2 separate regions of the Pan troglodytes genome follow, and region 2 is linked to region 1. A link is a contact called in public HiChIP or PLAC-seq data. All regions are on one chromosome and are shown on one strand. The core of a region is the stretch at or near the end of the contact, and the rest is flanking DNA. Distances in the headings are between cores, read along the strand shown.

Region 1 (3,838 bases), core at 182-2,681:
ATTTTGGTAACTGTATGTTAGCATTATCAGTTTCCTTTGTAACCCTAGGTAGTTTATGCATTTAAGAACACTGTTTTGAAAAGGGGTCCATAGACCACCAAAATTCTGGTTCATAGCTCTAATTTGTTTCAGTTGAGGTACTTTCAACAACTTCCCAGGGAAATTTGTTTACAATGGTCTCAGTTTAGGAGAATTTAGGAACTAGAGGTCAAAGTCTTAGGCTATCCCATATTAACCTAGACTGCTACTCTATACTAGTTCATATTACTCTAGTATGGCACATTTGTAAGACATAAATTTGCTGTGGAACAAACCATACACTGTTCTCAATCTTATCGTAGCATTTGAATGGTATGTGTATGCGTGCTGTACGGGGAGAAGGGTGTATAGGCCTGTCAAGCTTGTCTGATCACAATTAAACCTCCTATGCTTGTATATGACAACTGTCATTTGAGTTTCAAAATGACCATATAAGTGGAGCTGATCTCCCCAAAAATACACTAATTACCAAACTAGAGGTTTTCCCACTACTAAGCTATGTATGAAAAAGCACAGCGTAAGAAAGAGAAATGAGGTAATGCTTCTTTCCTAGGTGTTTTGCTCGTGTCACCTGCTCTTGGGAAACCTAAAGATGACAGGTGGCATTTCTAAGTGATAGTTTTTGCAAGCACAGTACCAGCTTCATACGTTGTCTCAGTAAGCTAAAAGCTAAGGATATTTTATAAGACCTCCAATACTCATATTGAGGATAAACTTGCCAACAATAATTGGGAGTCATTCTCTCATTTGGCTTTCCCAAAGGCCAGTTTTGTCCCCAGACGCAAATTGCATCAACCTTCCCAAAGTTGTCCCTTTTGGGTCATCCTATAGGGGAGTGCTCTTCTGCACAATTCTCAGATCCTACTGATAAAGCAGGCCAGTACTGTAGTTATTTTAGATTTTCCAAGAAAACCCAAACAGGTTTTTAATGTATTTTTTGTGGCATTTCCAAATCCTGGTTCCTCTCCAGTCTCTGGAGTACCCTCATGGTGAAATGGAAGCGTCAAGGAACCTGGGTGGCTTCGAGTCCCCACAGCTACCGACTGAGCAACTTAGCTGATCCATCTTTGTTGACAACTGTTTCCCAATCTGAAAAATGTGTGAATTCTCTCTTTCCATTTCTAACATTCTTTGCATTGCACTGTTTGAAAAATTCGGATGACATTTAGAATGTGACTAATGTCGCAACACATTAGGCCACTCTCAAGAGAGGCCTGAACAGGTTTGGGGTAAAAACGGCAGTGAGGTGAGGCTGGTGAGAGGGGAAGTGGCGACAGTTCAGTCAACTCCCTCAAAACCAGTCTGGCCTTCACCAGGCGGAGATGGGTGGGGCCGGGAAGAGCGGCGTTGACGACAGAAGGCTACTTCCGGCTGTGGTGCGTATGACGTCAGGGCGAGTCGGACCGACCCAGCCACCGAGAAGCCGAGGAGGCAAGGCTCGCGAGAGTTCAGGGAGGCCGCCCTGAGATTCCGGCGAGGCCGCGGGTCCCACCTCCCGGGGGCGGGGCGAGGGCGGAGCGGGGAGAACGGAGCTGACGGGCGCCCGGCCGGCTGCGGTCCGTGCGGAGGCTGAGCCGGCCGCGGGCGCGACCGGAGGCAGGTGAGTTCGCGGATGCAGCGCTCGGCTGGGGGCCCGAGCTCGCCGCGCCAGCCCCAACTCTGCGAGCAGGAGCAGGAGGAGATTTTAGGTGTCTTTGGGTGTCCAGGGAAAGCCGGGCTAATTCTGGGGCTGGAAATGTCTCCGGGGAACCTGCGGCGACGGCCTTGGCCCTCTTATTCCCCGGGGTGATACTGGCCCCATGTGTCCAGAGAGGGAGCCTCGCACCCGGGGAGGAATCTTTGTCCTCTGCTCCTTTCTCCTTCCACTCCCCGGCCCCCGAGCACTCCGCTCCGGGTCCCCGCCTGGGCTTCACAAACAATAACAAATGTCGCGGATCCTCTCCGGGTAGCCCCAGCGCTCCTGTCCCGTGCCCTCCAGCCGATGTCACCCAGAGCCAGGATCCGAAGCATGGCTCTTCAATTGTGGGGGCTGTTTGTGTACCGTTCCTAAAAACTGATGCGTCAGATTGCCAAACATTTCTCAAGACAGACTCAGGAAAGCCTCCCAGCTCCTAGAAGCCACGGAGTGCTCAAAACCAGTCTTAGAATCTGTCTTTACCATTGCACGCGTAGCCCCTTCCTTTCAAAATCATTTCTCCCACTCCTTTTTTCACCTTTAGTATCGAGGTCGAACGAGTGGTTATTGGGTGTGGGAGTAGAAAAGAGTGTAACCGATTGAGTAGGGCACGTTTCACCTTTAAAAAGTTGCCAGGTTGACAGCAAAAGAACAAACTTTATTTTCAAAACCAGTGGCCTCCCCTTTTACTGGTGCTGCTTTTGTTTTGTGGAATAGCTTTTCGGGTTCTAAGTTTGGAGGAATGATATAAAAAGAAGTGGGAGGTGGGGGGAGGGCTAGTGGCTCTGGAAGTAGTGGCTTGTCCAAAAGTAGGATGCTGTTGTTTCTCACTTGATAAAATGCAGAACCAACGCTTTTGCCCATTTCACATAACTTGTGATAAGTTTTGAGAGAAGCCACTTAATCGGAAATGGCCTATTAGCTTATTTTACTGCTCAAATCTGAAAAAACAGCTTTAAGTGATTTAAGTTCTGCCTCTTGATTGTAAGATGGGGATTGATGAGTGAGACCTTGTCTTTTTTGGCGCTGGGGCTTACGTTTGACCGGTCTCTCTACTTTAAGGCAGGGCCTATTGTACTTAAGCCCATTTTTGCTTCCTCAGTACAGATTCTTGAAAGTTCTTTGTCTCAATCATATATGTATATAAGGTACTGTAAACCTCTTTGAATTTGATTGGCCTTTCTCTCTGTGCCTCAGGATATGTAAAACAATTAAGTTTATTATACTCTCTCCCCAGTGGCTGAGAGGTACTGTATGTGAATTAGCCACCCTTGTGACTATTTGAGGAGAGAGAAGTTAGTCTAAAATATTATGTTAAATTATGATATTACATAATTTTATTGCATAAGTTCATCAAACTACTTCCATCTGAAAAATCCTGATCTCAAAATAGGTAGGTACAATGAATTAAAAAATGTTTTGGTTTGACCTCACTTAGCTTTGTTTTCTCCTTGTTAAGATGGCTGATAATGTTTCCCATTTGGTTGTGATGTGTTTAGAATGAGAAGCAAAGTTGGGTGTAGTTTTTGTACTCTTTTGAAAGGCCTTGCCACTAGGAATGAAAAAATTAGACTTAGAAAACCCACATTAAATAGAAGCAGTTTTTCTCTAGCCATTTGCTCTTGAGTTTGTTTTAAAATAAGTCAAAGAATGGAGACTGAGATGATTTGTGCCAACAAATAGATGTCCTTGTCAGTTTTTATGCTGAAAACTTGATTTCTAAAGGTAGGACACTGTAAGAACAAAGGAGAAATTGGACTTCCTAAAAAATGATAACAAAGCAATGGACTCAGTTCAGCTGTTTGCTTTCAGAAAAGTTCTGTTCTCTTAAAGTAAGGAGAGCATCATTGTGTTAGTGAAATTGGATAACGCACCTTAGAAAGTGCCTCCCCAGTGATCCAGGATAAGTTGGAGGCTCTTTTGTGTGTGTGTGGCACTTTTTGTTAAGAGGGAGAAAGGGCACAAATCAGAGCCAGAAAGATTTGCATCTCGATGTATTGTTAAAATGCTTTTATTTTATGTAAATAGTGTAGGGTGGATCAAGCAAGCATATTGTTGTCTAGCATCCTTAGGATTACATTAAAATCAGCAGATTGGCAAGTTATGATTAGGTTAGACTTGACA
Region 2 (3,397 bases), core at 28-2,527, 230 kb before region 1:
CTCATTCTGGGTTCATTTTCCCTCTCAAACTCTGTAGAACATAACCAGTTTGAAAAGCCTCTAGATTTGGGGGTGTAAAAATTCCATGCAGCTTGAGAGCCATCAGTCATTAAGCCGCTAGTTCCACCCCAAGTCTTGCTGTCCAGAAGCTCAGACAGTCCACTGGGCAGCAAAGAGGCGCTTTAGTAAGTTGAATTAAAGCCACAAACATGGCTGCTCCCTAAGGGAGATAATACTGTGTTAAAAAAAGAGAATTATTTATCTCTTCCCATTTCCTCCGCTGAATGAGGAGGTTAATAGTAAGACCTCCTTAGCCATGAGTGTTTCCGCTGCAGGAAACACCATTCGTGCCGGTTCTGGACTCACCACCCAGCGTGTACCAACGCCCCCAGCACCATCTCCCTGCTAGGCTGACAGACCCCGGGCGGATTTTGACCTCGCAAGAAATGCAAAAGCAACTTTGGGTTGCAGAAGCCAGGCGCCCCGACCTTACCCTCGCTGGAGTTCCCGAAGACCTCGGCTGCACCAGCCACCCGGTGTTCGGATGCCAGCACCGCTACGACCAGCAGCTGCAGGAACCCCATTGCTGCCTGGGCCGGGCTGGGCCCACGCCAGGGCTGGGGAGAGGTGCGGGCGTGCGCGCCGGGGCCCCGCAGCCTCGCCCACGCTATCCCGGGGCGCCCGCATCGGGCGCCATCGCCCGCCAGGTGCAGACGCTTCGCACCTGCCAGCTCCGCAGCCGCCGGCGCGCGCCCCGCCGAACTCCTAGCCCCAGCGAGAGGTTTCCTCTTCCGGCACCTGACCCCCAGCGCGCGTTCCCGCGCCTCCTCCCGGGCTCTCGCTGCGCCACAGCGGCGGGTCTCTGGGCGCGGGCGGCGCTGGGGCGTTTCCAGGCAGCGCGCGCCTCCTGCCGGCGCGCGGGGAACGCGCAGCCTGCGGTGCTCCCGGGAGCCCCCAGGAAGTCCTGGCTTGAGGCCCGGTCTTGCCCCACTTTTATCTCACCAAGTAGGCAAACCCACTGTGAAAGTACAAAATAACTTTCTGTTGCGGACTAACGTCGCCAGGCTCCTGTTTCCGTGTTTAACGGCCCTTTACAACAGCAAAAAAGAGGAATCAGTTGCTAAAAACACAATTGAAGGTTATTTCCCCCGGTAGCAATTGTCTTCGCTGCTGAGGCTTATGTTAGCATAAAAATGCCAGGAGAATGCTGTTTGTGTAGTGGTTACCGCACTAGTCATAAGCACTACATTTAAAAGTAGTTTCGTTTTCTCTAAGCGAAATATCCTCGAAGACACGGCCTTGGTCTGAACTTCGTCTCAAGTCTCATACCTGAGTGCTGTTTGAGGGACAGTAGTCCATGTGACAGATGGCTCATCGATGATGTGGAATTAGACGCATAGACTTAACGTTATTTGGGGAGGATTGTCTTGCTTTCCTTCCCTGGTTTTAATTTTTTTCACTTATATATTTTGATGAGCAACTTATAGCTTGGAAATTACATGTTCAGTTAATCCACTACTAAGGTAACAATATATAGCTGTGACCATAATGTGAAGAAGTGTTAAAGACAAAATTATTCAATGATACTTGTTAAAGCACCGAACGAAGACTATTGAGGACTGTCTCAATTGGCATAGGGACCACTGCAACCGGGTCTTGCAGTGGGGAAGAGGGACTGGGCTCAACTCCGAATACAGCGTGGGCAAGAGGGAATTTATAGCCAACCAGCAGTACGGAGTTCAGTGGATGGAAAATTACTAAGAGGAAGCATCAGAGGTAAGGGGCATTTGGTGAAACTGACCTAACAGGACTTCTGAAGACAGAACATCACCTGGGGGATGGTGCAGGGTGAGGAAACTGATTAGATATGGAGGAAAGGGGGTTCTTCGCTAAAACTGGATTTTTACAAAGAAGTGCACAGATGGACCTAGCAGAAGATTCAGAAGCCGTACTAGAGTTTGGCCAAGCAAATAATCTTTGTCATAGGCACAATTCCTTCTCTGCTTTCCCACTGCCTGGTCCAAATTTTCACACCTTTGGTAGCACTATCTATTTCTGTAGTGCTTATTCACTCTCCCACATGCCCCTATTCCTATAACCCTCAGTAGATGAAATCCAAGGAAGATGAAAGGAACAATTATGATAAAGGTAGCATCTGAATCAGTGGATGGATTATTCAATAAATTGTGTTCTTAACTGATTAGCTGCACTATGGGCAGAGAGAAGCAGAACTCTATCTCACACTAATTGTAAAAACAAAATCCCAAAGTAATAAAACCATAAAAGAGCTAGCAGAAGAGGGCGCTTTTTTTTTTTTTTAATAAATTGATCTCAAAATGGGAGGAGCTTTCTAAGAGGCAAAACAGCAAAGGAAACAACCATAAAGGAAAAGATTGGTAGACTTGGCTACGTAAATGCTTTTTACATAAATATTTAAATTTTATTAAAGTAAACACACAAACAATATGAAAAGGCAAGTTGATGACCAAAAAAAAAAAAAAATTAGCAAAGGACATGAATGGGGAATTTCACCCCAAAAAAGAAATACAAATTACCAGTAAATACATGAAAAAAGTTCAATCTCACTAGTAAACAAATAAAAAAATCAAATTAACAAACTAAGATGTAAACATTTTAAAAGTATAAAACATCCAGTGTGGATAAAAGAGCTAAGAAGGAGGCATTCTTAGGTAGGGATACTGGGAATATACACTTTAATAAAGTAATCGGCATCAAAAATGTTTAAAAATCTTATTTTTGTAGATTTGGTATAATCCACTTTTAGATTTAAGTACATAATTAAATACACATATAAAATTAGTATAAGCTGGGGGAAGTGGTATGCGCCTGTAGTCCCAGATACTCAGGGGGCTGAGGCAGGAGGATTACTTGAGCCCAGGAGTTCAAGAGGGCAGTGCTGTATGATTGCACCTGTGAATAGCCACTGCCCTCCAGCCTGGGCAACATAGTGAGACCCCATCTCTTAAAAAAAATTAGTGTACAAAACTATTCATAGAGTATTATTTAGAGTAGCAGAAACATCTAAAACAACCTAAATGCCCAACAATTAGGAGTTAAATAACCTATGATAGAGCTTTATAAGAGGATCCTGTGCAGCCCTTCATTTATATTCTGATTGAAGTCTTTATGAAAAGGCAAGTTATGATGCAATAAGTATATATAGTACGTGGCTTTTGGTTTTTTTTTTTTTAACATACATCTTTTATTGACTCAGAGGAATGGATACTTTTGTTGTTTGTTTGTTTTTTTAAATGGAGTCTTGTTCTGTCCCCCAGGCTAGAGTGCAGTGGTGCAATCTTGGCTCACTGCAACCTCTGCCTCCCGGGTTCAAGCAATTCTCCTGCCTCCGCCTCCCAAGTAGCTGGGATTACAGGCA

Evidence for each region. HiChIP or PLAC-seq counts read pairs in DNA pulled down with a chosen protein or histone mark.
Region 2: an H3K4me3 HiChIP or PLAC-seq map of stem cell-derived excitatory neurons shows a contact between it and region 1, with 3 times the contacts expected there. The contact joins the promoter of MED21 here to the promoter of STK38L in region 1. A contact is called at or near these places in 1 of 7 Hi-C or Micro-C datasets (stem cell-derived neural progenitor cells) and 1 of 1 datasets of contacts at active chromatin or transcription factors (stem cell-derived excitatory neurons).

The regions. Positions count from the first base shown.
Region 1 is chr10:68,293,292-68,297,129 of NHGRI_mPanTro3-v2.0_pri, reverse strand. STK38L (serine/threonine kinase 38 like) reads left to right here and starts at 1,431. Exons shown (of 14, transcript XM_001143341.6): 1 at 1,431-1,639.
Region 2 is chr10:68,525,635-68,529,031 of NHGRI_mPanTro3-v2.0_pri, reverse strand. It overlaps MED21 (mediator complex subunit 21), which reads left to right and starts at 1,277. Exons shown (of 5, transcript XM_001143632.8): 1 at 1,277-1,776. TM7SF3 (transmembrane 7 superfamily member 3) reads right to left here and starts at 929. Exons shown (of 13, transcript XM_520807.9): 1 at 494-929. The coding sequence starts at 584.